3 separate regions of the Hordeum vulgare genome follow, and regions 1 and 2 are each linked to region 3. The links are chromatin contacts, called in public Hi-C maps. All regions are on one chromosome and are shown on one strand. Each heading gives the region's core, a stretch centred on a gene start, on an enhancer-like site or on the middle of the called end of the contact. The rest is flanking DNA. Distances are from core to core; before and after follow the strand shown. Region 1 has its middle 21 kb from the start of LOC123430245. Region 2 holds the start of LOC123426635 (histidinol dehydrogenase, chloroplastic). Region 3 holds the start of LOC123426634 (arogenate dehydratase/prephenate dehydratase 6, chloroplastic-like).

Region 1 (4,037 bases), core at 1,525-4,024, 260 kb after region 3:
TGGAACCAACCAAATTATATAATCTGGTTTTTATAATCTATTATGTCTCCAAACAGGACAGATTATATTGCAGTTTATAAAAACTAGATGGCCAGATTATTAAAAACTCATAATCTACTCTACCCCAGCTAAAATCAGATTATGGATTACTAATGACCCATTACCCTTGGAAACTTGGAGATAATTACCTACTGCCACCGCCACCGTCCTCCAAACATGTCCACCTAGATTATTACCTTTTGCAGCTAAAAAACAGAGGGCAAACATGTCATTGTATAATATAAAACCTGGATTACAATTTATATAATCTGGCCTCCAAACATGCCCACCTAGATTATTTTTATAAACCAGATTATATAATCTATCTTCATAATCCAAATTATTATAATCTATTGTGGTTTCAAACAGGACCTTCATTGATACATACGGATGTATATAAACATATTTTAAAATATAAATTTACTCATTTCATTTTGCATGTAGTCTGTAATGAAATATTAAAAAACTTATATTTAGGAACGGAGGAAGTTGATGATTTTGTGGCGAAGGATGGATTGGAGTTGAAGTCAAACCTTAATTATTAGATTATCTTACATTAATAATTTATATTAAATACATAAAAGGAGTAGTGTTTTATGCGTCATTCTAAGGTTTGGAAATGGCATTGCTCAGTTTGCCGTTGAAGGAGGAAGGTATGCATGCTTCATGGGACTTGGGTTTTTTCCAGCATGTGTAGTTGACGAAAACATCACAAGTGGAGGATCATAATTTTTTAGGGGTTAGTGGAGGATCACATGAACTGCCCGGCTCAGCGCACGTGCATCTTCCAGGAAAAAACAGCGAATATGGGTAGTGAGAACATGGTAAAGGCGTGTGAGTATTTTCATACATGATTAACCTTAGTCTCCCTTACAATGGAATTTTTAGCTCTGTGCAGCAAGCGATTAGTGATTAAAGTCGTCCACTCCCAAAATTTTCCACCTGCCACGACCTCGAGTAGTGATCACGTCGCTCATTCCCATCTTTTTCCCGCATGCCACGACTGCGTGTTCTAAAACATGCCCGACCTCAATATTAATGAAAAACCATGACCTACCTCTATCCAGGTTGAGATCGAGAGAGGTGAAGTTTGTTTTCGCCTTTTCGGCCTTGGACAGTTGGACGTCGAGTGGAGCCACTCAGGCTTGTTATAGTGGGAGTTATAGTGGGAGGAACGTAACATATATTTGGAATGATGTGGCAGATAATTAAAAAAAAGAATTATAGTAACATAGGTAGATAACATAACATGTTAAATGATATGCTACTATGTGTCATGCATGTCAATAAATGAGGTCATCTATAATACTAATTTATGATACTATGCATTATAAAGGTAGTATCATATAATAGTATCATATGCATGCGAATATTGCTTTTGGCTCCCGAGCTCACTGAAGGCCTTTAAATTCAAATTTCAAATTCAGTGAAAATTCGTATTTTAATATTTCAAAAAATTCTGAAAAAAATAATACATAGATAAATGAAGGTATAATACACAAGTGTGTAAATTTTCAGAAAAAAAATACGTTGAAATGAGGGCTGTGCAAAAAAGACAAATCTGAGGCTGTTTAACACATGTTACTATTCATCATTTCAGACCATGAATTTGTCTTTTTTGTACAGATCACGTTTTAAAGTATTTTGACCTGAAATTTTACACACATGTCGGTTACATCCTTACATACATGCATTTTTTTCAGAATTTTTTGAACCATAAAAATTTGAATTTGAATTTTTCAAAAATAAAGGCCTTCATGGAGCTCGGCCTCCAAAACGCCATTCTCCATATGCATGACACTACTATGACCCTGTTTGTTTCAGAAGTCTCAGGACTTTTTTTAGTCCCAAATAAAAAAATTCCTAGTCTCTACCCATTTGTTTTCATGGACTAAAGAGGGACTAGAGATTATTAAATGACATACAAAAAGATCATGTTACCCCTAATAATATACTAAAAGTTATTAAATGACATGCTAAAAGTAGGGGCACTGTTGAAAAAGTGACAAAAAGTCTCAAAAAGACCTTCTTATAGGGATTCTTCCTTTAGTTTCAAATACCCCATTTTAATCTCTAAAAGTCCATCCTGTTTGTTTCATATGGAACTAAAATGAATTTTTTTAGTCCCTACATAAAAAAGTCCATGAAACAAACACCCCCTGTATACTTCCCACTATCAGAGCATCTCCAACAGTTCGTATGTTCAATCGTTGGTATAAGTGTCCACGTCAACAACCAACAGCACATCATACAAGTTCTTCAATGAAGTGTATGTTAATCGTATGTAAAATAACTAAGGGGTTCACTAAATATTGAAGAAATAATCTTGTTTGCCTCGGAGCTTGTGCGTGAACCGTTGCTTCAAGTTCATACAACGTCATTCTCTCTCTTCTTTTATTATACGTCATGCCATCAAAATTATCTATGTAGTAATTTTATCAATAATGATCCTACGATTATTGAAGATGCCCTCACCAGCCTCAGCCGGTGCCGATGAGAACGCACAAAACCATCTGACACGACCCAACGACCGACCGAGCAAGAACAGTGTGGTTGCCCTTTTTTGCGGGTGAGAACAGTGCGGTCGCCGCATACGAAGGGCTTAGCAATCATACTAAGAGGTCGGAGCTACTTTAATGCACGTCGGAGAGACGGCCGGTCGAGACAGCGAGGCATGCGGGGTCAGGTCGCTGCCGGAAAGCTCAGCAGACGGCCAGCCAAGCTAGCTCATGGCAGGACGCGACTGGCTATATGCTCCGGTGCGCGCCCTCACACCAGGAAGCTCGCCACTGCAGTGATACGTGGCGCGTGTTCGTCCTATGGAACGGCCGGGCGGCTAACTACCACCGGCGATCGAGCCCACAGCCCCACGGCAGAGCTAAAGCCACAAGCCTGCACTCACTACGCACTGCTCCATCGTGTACTTGTGTTGCTGCTTAAGTTATCTGGCGTCCACGCAATTTTGTATCGTCCAACTACCGTTCTCTTTATGTTAAAAATGCATACAGCCATTTTATTAATTATTTGCAGTATATCAGAAAGTCTGAAGTCGTCATCTTAGCAATATCTTTTGCTATTCATATCCACTTGATGAAGGGATGCCGATAGTGACCTAATAACAAACAAACATCGCACATATGCCTAACATCTAAAACCGGATGCCCCAACCAAGCAAATACTGGATTCGGGACGCAAACCAGTCCGACAACGCACTCATAGGTCGTTGCCGCCATTTTTCACTCATCCATCTTCAGAGCAGGTACTAATGCATCAACCTTGCGAGGCCTTTCGTCGACGCCCCACGGCGCCAGACAACGCCTCCTCCCCGTGCACGTTCATCATTACACATATGTCGCCAAGTCCTTGCCGAGCCATGCCGCTGAGACTCCACGCCGTCGATGCATCACATGGAATGCCGCTCCACCACTCGAACCGTCCACTGGTCCCTCAAGACAATGCACACCTCCAAGAATGCCACCCCAAGGAGGGAACGACACAAATGCGCCACTGTCATCCTATCGACTAATCTGGGATTTTCCCCGGAGGTAGCAGAAGGAGTTGAGAGCTTCACCTCGATGATTCCTTCAAGAAGGAAACAACGCCGAGGGCGTCACCATCACCGGCTCTGACCACCGGTCAGAGACCAGGTTTTCACCTGGATCTGTCCCACGAACATCCAACCGACAACATGTGCACCGTGTAGACCGCCTTCAAAGCCCCAGATATCGCTATCTAGATCCGGCGACCATCCACAACCGTACTACCACCGTGAGAGCCCTCGCACACCGGCCACTGCATGTGTGTGCCGCCACTTGAGCCTAGGAAGAGGGCTGCCACCCCACCTCGCCAACCGCAAGAGCCGTCGAGAGGAATCCCGCACGCTCGGCGTCGTCGTTGATCCAATCTAATCTGGAGCCAAAGTCACCAGATCGCCGGCGCAGATCCACCTTCGACACGAACATCGCCATGCCATGTCGACGCGAAGGCCTGGGATTCAC
Region 2 (4,623 bases), core at 1,221-3,720, 280 kb before region 3:
GAACATAGTCATAGGACAACAAAAATGTTGCACTCCTTTACTAAATGATTTTTGGCAAACAAAGAGTTACATTAAAAAATGTACTACCTCCGTCCAGAATTACTTGTGGCACAAATGTATAAAAATGGATATATCCAGAATTAAAATACATCTAGATATATTTGTTCCTATGACAAGTATTTCCGTACGGAGCAGTACATCATAAGACCAAGTTTTCTTATTCACCAAATTTCATTGGAGCTCTAGAGATCTAAAATTTGAACGAAAAAAGGTTCAAACATGAGGATCTCTGCTAATCCAAGCTTATGAACCGGCATGAGAATCTTTGAGATCATGAGGTGCATGCAACTACTCAGTAATCTTGTTGAGCATATGTGGATCCACAATGGAATGAGCTAATATTTAAATTGTGCACCTAAAATTAATTTTATATAAGAACTATGTATTTTTTGGTACCAACATTTGCTATTTATGTGATGCATTAGCATGTATGATGGACATGCATAAATTTTCATGGATTTGAGACTCCGATTTGAGGTATATGGTTGTCGGGTCCGAGATATGAGGGGTTGTTTAGATGCCTCCGCGCAAATGCCTGAACGGGTCCACGGAAGTTTGAGGTGCTGGATTTTTCAAATCTGGCTATAGATATTATGAGAAAGCAACAATGGATATTTCCTATGGGGAAGAAAGCGGGTTGTTGGTTGATGTCTAGGAGCAGAGATAAAACATTTTTTAATAATTGCGAGTCTAGTAAACTCTATGAGAAAAATTGTAAATATTCCACTAAGACTTGTTTGAAATGGGGCTATTTTTGTGACGATGCCAAAAAGAGCCTAAACCTAGCAAAAAGTCACTTTGATGGACGGGTGCATTGGAGCCCTTTATTTTGAATAGTGTCAAAATGGTATTTTGATGTTTCAAAAAATTCTAAAAACAATTTCACATGTTCATATGTATGTATGTTACACATGTGAAAATTTTGATGATGAAACAAGTAACCATGTGAGTTACACAGAAATGATAAAATCATGAATTTAAAAAGATGAACAATGCATGTATTATTCACTATTAAGAAATTGTCTTTTTGTCATTTTTGTATAGCTCACATGTTTACTTGTTTCATCACCAAACTTTACACATGTATAATATCCAATCATATGATCATGTAGAATTCTGTTCGGATTTATTCATTGAAAATTTAAATCTGATTTTTAAACTATTTAAAATAAAGTCCTCCAATGTATCCATGTTCCAAAAATGCACTCTCCTAAACCTAGACCGTATATTGTGTTAGGGTAAACACCGCAAAATGTTGTAGATGTATCTTTTGTATCAGTCAGTTTTCACCCATTTCAATATTTTATAAGGTTTTTTTCTTTTATGAAAATTCCAAATGGAGGCCGAACTTCATGGAGGTTTTAATATGAAACTTCAAACTCAAAAAAATAGTTTGGAAAAATTCTGAAAAAATTGCAGGCTTTTTAGACTGATGTAGGTGTAGATGTGTGTAAATTTTTAGCCAAAAAAATAGTTCAAACCTAGAGAGATGATGTAGATGTGTGTAAATTTTCAGGTGAAAATACGTTCAATGGGAGCTATACAAAAGTAAATCCGGGCTTTTTAGCATATGCATTGTTCATCTTCAAAGTCCATGTTTTTTTGCGCAGCTTACAATTGAAGTTATTTGATCTGAAAATTTACACACATACACATTGCATCCTTGTATACCTGTGTATTTTCTCCAGATCTTTTTGAAACTAAAAAAATTTGAATTTTAAAAAATAGAAAAATCAAGGCCTCCGTGTAGCTCGGTCTTGAAAATGCCCCACTCCTATATTTCAAGACTACATTTTAAAACATTTATAGCAAAAATGATTTATTTTTAGGGGCGTGTTACACCTTCATTGGCTGATCTTTTTGAAATATTAGCCAGCTCGCGAGCAGTTAGATTTCCCGCATCGAGCGAGCCGCATCTTAATCATTGCAACACAGGTCTTGTTGCAAAATTATATCTGCAACATTTTTCTTGTTGCAGATTTTTTTGCAACAACTGTTTTGTTATAAAAGAATTATAACTTAGATTTTTGTTGCAGATATTTTTTTACAACCGAGGTCTTGTTATAAAAAAATTCATAACAAAGATTTTATTGCAAAACATAAACCTGTTGTAAATAATTGCAACACCGTATATATTTTAAAAACATACTCCATGTTGCACCAACGCGTCCGACGAATGATGGTATGGTCCTCACTTGAATGTGTGTCATGCAAGAAAGGTGACGGATGGGACGCTACGATCCGCCAGGTGATGGTAATCTTTTCCCTTATTTTTAAGTGTGTTTTTGCAACCGGATTGAGCCAAGATGTTGAGCCCACCGTCCGAACTGCAAATGTGTGTGGCAGCACTCGGGCCGCCTAGGCTCGGCCCATCAAAATAAGCATCGCCACCTACGGCCTATCCAGCGCCGCCACTCTCTCGTTTTCCCCATCCCTTGAGACGGCGCCTCCTTTGCCGGAGCACTCAGCACAGTAGACCACGGTCACGGACATCGGCGACCTCCTTCACAGCGTCGCTTTGCCGCCGGCCGTAGAAACCCTTCACCGCCGCCGTTTGGTTTCGGTTCGTCTCCCTACCTTCCGTTCGGCTTAACCATAGCGTATCTTCCCCCATGCTTCTGATTCTCCAACGCCCCAGAAACAGAATTGAATCGGGCTCTGTTGATGGGCAGCTTGCGCGCTCCGCCTCAGCTCGCCGGCGGTACCAGCCTCGGTCGCGGTTACCGGCTCTGTCTTGCCTCCTCCGGGGTCCCCAAATCCAAAGGTGCGAGCTTTTGACTTGCGTATTCTGTTGTTGTTAGCCTTTGGTTCCTAAGCTAGTTGGATAAGATTCTCTGGACTGTAATTTGCCTACTTGGTTGTTTCAGTGTTGGGTGTTAGCTGCGCGATGAAGTCCTATAGGCTGTCCGATCTCAGCGATGCCGAGGTTAGCGGCCTCAAGGCGCGCCCTCGCATTGATTTCACCTCCATTTTCAGCACGGTAAGATAATAGTGAGGTTATTCATGGGTATGGAGTTGAAATTGTGCCCTAGTCTGACATCCATGGGATTTTGATTTGTGGGATTAGGTGAATCCGATTGTTGAAGATGTGCGAGCCAGAGGTGATGCTGCGGTTAAGGAGTAAGTGTTGTGTACTGTTTGAACGTTCTGTTCATGGCCTATTGCAGAACTTTTCTTACTTTGTTGTACATGGTCTGTTCAGTTATACAGAAAAGTTTGACAAGGTCACTCTCGATAATGCTGTTGTGCGTGTTAGGGATCTCCCAGATGCAGAGGTACCCATCTTGTGATGTGCATTTACGTTCTGCACTTGTCTTGTTAATTTAACCGAAGTCACAAGCAGATAATTTTCAGTTTTTTCTCTCCACATGCCATGTTGATATATCATACATGGCTTGTTTGGTTCCTTATTTCTTCAGTTGCAGCTCGCCATTCCATTCTAGGTTTTATCTACTTGCGTTCAGATGTTTCTAATCCTTAGAAATAAGTACACCTGATGTCAGTATATTTTGTGTCCAGATTCAGATGTTTTTTTTTCATTTGCTAGATGATTTTGGCTGTCTTACCTTCATCAAATTTGCAGCTTGATCCAGCTGTGAAGGAAGCCTTTGATGTGGCATATGACAATATTTATGCCTTCCATGTTTCACAAAAGTCGCCAGAAAAGACAGTGGAGAATATGAAAGTAAGAGAATAAGAGATGCTTTGATGCCCCCATTTACGTTTTGGCCTTTCTATATGCTTATGCTTATTTGTGAAGGGTGTGAGATGTAAAAGGATAACTAGATGCATTGGTTCTGTCGGGCTGTATGTTCCAGGGGGCACTGCAGTCTTGCCTTCAACTGCATTGATGCTTGCTGTGGTATGCTCATGTTTATTCAAATACTCTATACTAAGATACCTGCAGTTATTCATTGTCTTAAATTTCTCATGTGGATTCTCTTTTTTAACAGCCTGCGCAGATTGCTGGATGCAAAACTGTAGTTCTTGCCACACCCCCTAGTCGTGATGGTAGCATATGTAAGGTACGCTTTGTGGGGCATGGAAATGCTGCTGTTTTTGTAAGGTGAAATTGAAGAAATCTGAACATTATTCCTATTTTGTGCAGGAGGTTTTGTACTGTGCCAAGAAAGCTGGTGTTACACACATACTAAAAGCTGGTGGCGCTCAGGTATAAGGATATTTTGAGATATTGTTTGTTTCTATGTAGTTCAATGTTATCGATGTCCTTCAATTATTTTAAATGTTCTCTACTTTCAGGCAATCTCCGCTATGGCATGGGGAACTGCATCATGCCCAAAGGTGCTCAAGATCTATTCCACTATGATTTACTTGTTCAAAATCCGTAGGGCATTTTATGTCTTGATCATGAAACTTGTACAATGTATTGAGATGCACTTGTTAAAGGACTGTAAATAAAACTTCATTGAGTTGAGCACTTCTGTGGAGTCATATCATGCTCTTTGCAGTTCATAACCTGCTCAAAATGTCTATGCAAATGTAGGCGTGTGCACTCGTTAGATGCAAAGATTGTTCCTCATTCTATCTTTGTAACTCGCTTGG
Region 3 (4,657 bases), core at 476-2,975:
ATGTTATCCCTAAAAGGTTTTATATTTTGGAACGAAGTGAGTATTTTATATAAGTTAAATTGACGACCTAAATATATGTGCATGCTTTATAAACTGTGATGGAGGGAGTAGTATTCCACTGCGTATTAACTGGCTCAAATGGCACGATTTTACAGGTATTATGACAACAAGAACATCGAAGAACAAAACTAATTACCCCAGCTGCCAACGAGGGAGGAGTGGGACGACATGACCACAAATTAACCGACGTCCCTACTGCTCCACTGATTCTCCAGGGAGCTACGAGTCGGACGATGTGACGGTGGAGGAGGAGCCAGCGGTCATGGGGGTCATGTCCATCGGGTAGCTCCCGAGCACCCGCAGGAATGACGTGAACTCCTGGACCTCGGCCAGCGCGTTCTGCGCCCGCGGCTCCGCGAGGGAGGCCTGGAAGTCCACGTAGAACATGTACTCGAAATGCTTTGCCGTGCCGCGGTTGGCGTCGTCCACCAGGCGGATGGGCCGGTGGCGGTGCGGCCGGCTCTCGATCTTGGTCAGCGTGATGTCGCGGAAGGCGAAGGCCGAGAGCACCTTGAAGAGCACGGAGGTGCCCTCCTTGTCGTGCGCGAACACGATGCTCGTCTTGAACGGCCTGTCCGTGCGCGGCACGATGGGCTCCCTTGCCAGCATCACGAACCGGGTCACGTTGCCGCAGTCGTCCTGTATTCCGTCGGCGAGAATCTCCATGCCGTACAGCTCGGCGGCGCGGGACGACGCGATGGCGGCCGTGTCGCGGAGGCCGTTGGTGGCCACGTACTCGGCGGCGCCAGCGGTGTCGTCGAAGGCCTCGCGGACGACGTTGAGGCCCATGCGGGTGATGGTGTGCTCGCACTGCGCCAGCGCCTGCGGGTGGCTGATGACGCGGGTGATGTTCTCCTTGCGCACGCCCGGGAGCGCGAGGAGGCAGTGGTGCACGGGGAGCTGCACCTCGCCGACGATGTGGAGCCGGTGGCGGAGCAGGAGGTCGTAGTTACGGTGGATGCTGCCGCCGAGCGAGTTCTCCACGGGGAGCACGGCCCGGTCCGCGATCCAGAGCTCCACGGCCTGGAACGCAACCTCGAACTGGTCGCAGGGGATGGCGTCGCAGCCCGGGTAGGCCTTACCGGCCGCCTTCTCGCTGTACGCGCCCGGCACGCCCTGGTACGCCACGCGCAGCTCAGAGCCGTGCATCGGCGCCGGGGACAGGTCCGCAATCCGCAGCGGCGCCGGCAGGTTCTTGGCGGCGCCGTTAACACCGCTGACGGGGATCAAATCGAGCACCGCGCCGTTGGGGGCCGGCGCCGGCGCGGCGTGGCCGTTGACGGAGTGGGGGCCGAGCGCGGCCACCTTGCTGGAGAGGACGGCGCAGCTGCTCAGCCACTCGGTCCGGCCGCCGACGGCCGCGCCAAGCGAGCACCTGACGACGCGGCCGCTCCTCCCCGGAGCGTGGACTGCCAGCCTGGGATTCTGCCCGGCGGGCGCCTTGATGAAACTCGCGGCGGCCATGACCAGTAACGGCACCGATTAGCTAGCTGTTGGTCCGTTTCTTGGCCTGGAAATCTGCCTGGTAGTAGAGTAGTAGTACAAACGATGCCGATAGCGCCGGGTAACTAAAAGGTAATTTGAGAGAAACTAAAAGAAACTAGTACTGGTAGTCGAGTAAGCTTCGATGGGGAAGCTGAGAGGGGAAGGGGATGGTGGAAGGGGATATATAGGTGGCGATTGGTTGGTTTGTGTTGCGGGCTTGAGCTGGAAGGAGGGAAGCGGGGTTGGTGTGGACCGTGTGGTGGCCTGGTGGGGACGCGTGGGGCAACGGATTCACGACTCGGGAGTCAGGACTGATACCATGGGGGGTTGGTTGGGTCAGCGTCAAATCAAAATGTGTATCTTTTCGGGTAAATATATCGAAAGGTCTTGGCCTGCTTCACCAACCAACTGAGCCGTCCCGAGGGGTAGAAGAAACTCAAGGAGAACGTGGCGTGCATCCCCCCTTCCCTTGTGGTCGCGTGCGCCGGCGGCTTGTAGCCGCGCGCGCCTGCCTCCCCTTTTCGCCGTCGTTTCTTAGATCGCCCGGCGAATCACGGCGCCAGGTGCGTGCCAAGCACAGTGAAGACTGCTGCGCGCTGGATGCCTATCTAGATTCCTCTGCATTTTTGTCTTGGTAGGGAGATATTTTTCTGTATTGATTTTCGACGATGAATCCCTACAACAAAACATGGCGTGGAGTAATTGATTTACTTTTTTTAGTCTAGCATTTTTTTTCATTCTATGTATATCCAAACTGACATTTGGTTCATTTTTTTTTGGTGCGTCCTTTGATGCGTCCTGTGTCGGTGTTAAAACTGACAGATCTCGCATAGGAGGCCCGAACTGTGAGATCGGATCGAAGGTAATAGGAGACAAAGAACAAGGTACTTTTACTTCGGCAGCCACCGCCCTCTCCTCCTCTATTCTCCACGCTGTCGCGTGAGGGAGCCGACGGCGAAGCCGGCTTGGCTCCCGAGGACGGCGGTGGCGGGGCTCTTGTCGCTCCTTCCCTTCTAAGCGGTGCTCCTGGGCGGAGCGATGGGTCTGGTAGTCCCGGCGATGGCGGCGCCCATAGTCGGCAGTTTTGGCGATCGGTGGGCAAGATCCGGTCTTCCCATGCGTGTTGTTCGCCGTCTCCTTTGGCTCCACAAGTTCGTTGGTGGTGGTTGTCCCAGAAAGTCATGGCCACCGCTATCGGCTAACCTTTCTCCCGCGCCTCCCCTCGCTCTCATATGCGTTAATGTTGATCCAACAAAAGAGCGCAAATTACCTTGTCTTCTCCTTTGTATAAACTACCTTGCAGATTTCATTTTAGCCCACGATACTCTTGCTCTACCATTATTATTACATCATTCGGTCGTGCAAGTGAAAGGTAATAACGACGATATTTGGTGAGGTGATCGTGGCAAAGGAAGCTGGTATGAACTCTTGTTGTTTTCCATTTTTGTAAATATATTTACCCCGTTTGATCTTCATTTAGTATATCATGAGTAAACATGTTTATGAGGACAATTAGAGATTATAGTTTCTCATACCATGTTTAAATAGCCAGGAGTGGATACTGATTCATCTTATGAGTTAACATGCATAAAAATGGTTATGATGTGGTATGGTAGTATGGTATTTCCCTGTGAGTGACTCGAGCGGCTTGACTTGGCCCATATGCAAACATGTAGTTAATTTAAAACCTATGCAACCTTCATGATATTTAAATTCAGAGTGTTAATATCCTACTCTAATGATCAATGTTAACTATTCATAATGCATGATTATGACCGTTTTCGCTCTCTAGCTGATCTCTTCTAAATCTATTGCTAGCCTTCACCTGTACTAAGCGGGAATGTTGCTTGTTGTTAGAGCATATATCTCCATATGTGGTTTTGGTAATTGATGACAATTCCTATGGACTAATGGTTGCCTTAAGTTATATTTATAGGATTTGTCCATAGGCACTTCTTGAAGTCCATCTGTTGGGTTCAAGGAGTTTATATGATGACCAAGATGGTATTCAAGGTATTATCCAAAGAATGGTCATAGAGACACTAGGTTGATCAAGATCTCAGACAAAGAGTAAATCAAGATGATCAACACACAAAGCGTATAAGATGTACCGAGAGGGATCAAGTGATCCCATGGTATGGTAAGCATTGTCCATTACGTGTTTGTGTACTAACCCATGGTCTTTGTGAGACTCCTATGTGGGGGGGTAGGTGTGCTTCCATGGACTTGCGTCAAAAGGAAGATCTCATACAACTCATGAAGGATGACGTAAGTGGTGATCGTCATCAAGATTGTGTTGTGCAAGTTCAAGTGGATCAGCACGAATATATCATTGAAACTATTATTAATGATCATGTGTTAATAAGGACAAGATCATGTGCTAACAAGGACAAGATCAAGATAAGCATTCCTGAGCACTACATGCTTGATTCTTGTGGATGTTCACATGGTGGACAAATGAAGATGAATACATAAGCTAGGCTTTCCACATTGTGTATGGGAGAGCTACTTGAAGACTTCATCATGTCTTGCTTTTAACTTGAGCCAAGAAGGAACAACAACATCAAGATCAAGTGAAAGGGCGAACTCAAAGGTATCAGTCCCTTTGACGTTAGTGGTGCAGAGTGATGATTAGCGAATAAAAGTATACACTCAAGTATGGATCATCGATACCCCTTTTTCAATTCTTGAGTCTTTAGGGATCCCGCACTATTAAGAGGGGATCACAGGTTTTGCGATGAACTTGCTCAAACTACATCTCCACTGTTCTGCTCAGACCACATCTCCACTGCTCTGTTGTTATCTGAAAACAGAACCAGTGCCTCGGCATCCGGCTTCTTCCGAACGTCCGAGGGCCGGACGACCGACTTCTTCGGAAATCCGGAATCCTATGCCAGAGAAATCAGAGCCATATAACTCGGACTTCCGGCTCCCTCCGGACGTCCGAGGCCCGGACGTCCGACCAGCTTCGGAAATCTGGAACTATGCACCAGAGAAACTTGAGCCATATAACTCGGACTTCCGGCTCCCTCCGGACGTCCGAGGGCCGGACGTCCGGCCAGCTTCGGAAATCCGGAGCTTTGCACCAGAAGAACTTGAGCCATATAACTCG

The links. A called contact is a pair of places that touch in the nucleus more often than the background predicts.
Region 1: a contact with region 3 is called in a Hi-C map of leaf, with 2.7 times the contacts expected there. The contact joins the enhancer-like site here to the promoter of LOC123426634 in region 3. A contact is called at or near these places in 3 of 6 Hi-C or Micro-C datasets (leaf and seedling) and 1 of 1 datasets of contacts at active chromatin or transcription factors (embryo).
Region 2: a Hi-C map of seedling shows a contact between it and region 3, with 4 times the contacts expected there. The contact joins the promoter of LOC123426635 here to the promoter of LOC123426634 in region 3. A contact is called at or near these places in 3 of 6 Hi-C or Micro-C datasets (leaf and seedling) and 1 of 1 datasets of contacts at active chromatin or transcription factors (embryo).

The regions. Positions count from the first base shown.
Region 1 is chr2H:454,910,743-454,914,779 of MorexV3_pseudomolecules_assembly, reverse strand. No RefSeq gene overlaps it. Among protein-coding and RNA genes, the nearest start is that of LOC123430245, 21 kb to the right of the region's middle. Within about 2 kb of position 2,774, at least 3 of the 3 cell types and tissues checked have open chromatin away from gene starts, as enhancers often do. A contact at or near this core is called in leaf and seedling, where this site is marked.
Region 2 is chr2H:455,445,484-455,450,106 of MorexV3_pseudomolecules_assembly, reverse strand. It overlaps LOC123426635 (histidinol dehydrogenase, chloroplastic), which reads left to right and starts at 2,470. Exons shown (of 15, transcript XM_045110496.1): 1 at 2,470-2,623; 2 at 2,699-2,824; 3 at 2,928-3,040; 4 at 3,128-3,180; 5 at 3,263-3,335; 6 at 3,644-3,745; 7 at 3,821-3,922; 8 at 4,014-4,085; 9 at 4,169-4,231; 10 at 4,321-4,362. The coding sequence starts at 2,725.
Region 3 is chr2H:455,169,436-455,174,092 of MorexV3_pseudomolecules_assembly, reverse strand. It overlaps LOC123426634 (arogenate dehydratase/prephenate dehydratase 6, chloroplastic-like), which reads right to left and starts at 1,725. Exons shown (of 1, transcript XM_045110494.1): 1 at 86-1,725. The coding sequence starts at 1,524. The coding sequence ends at 280.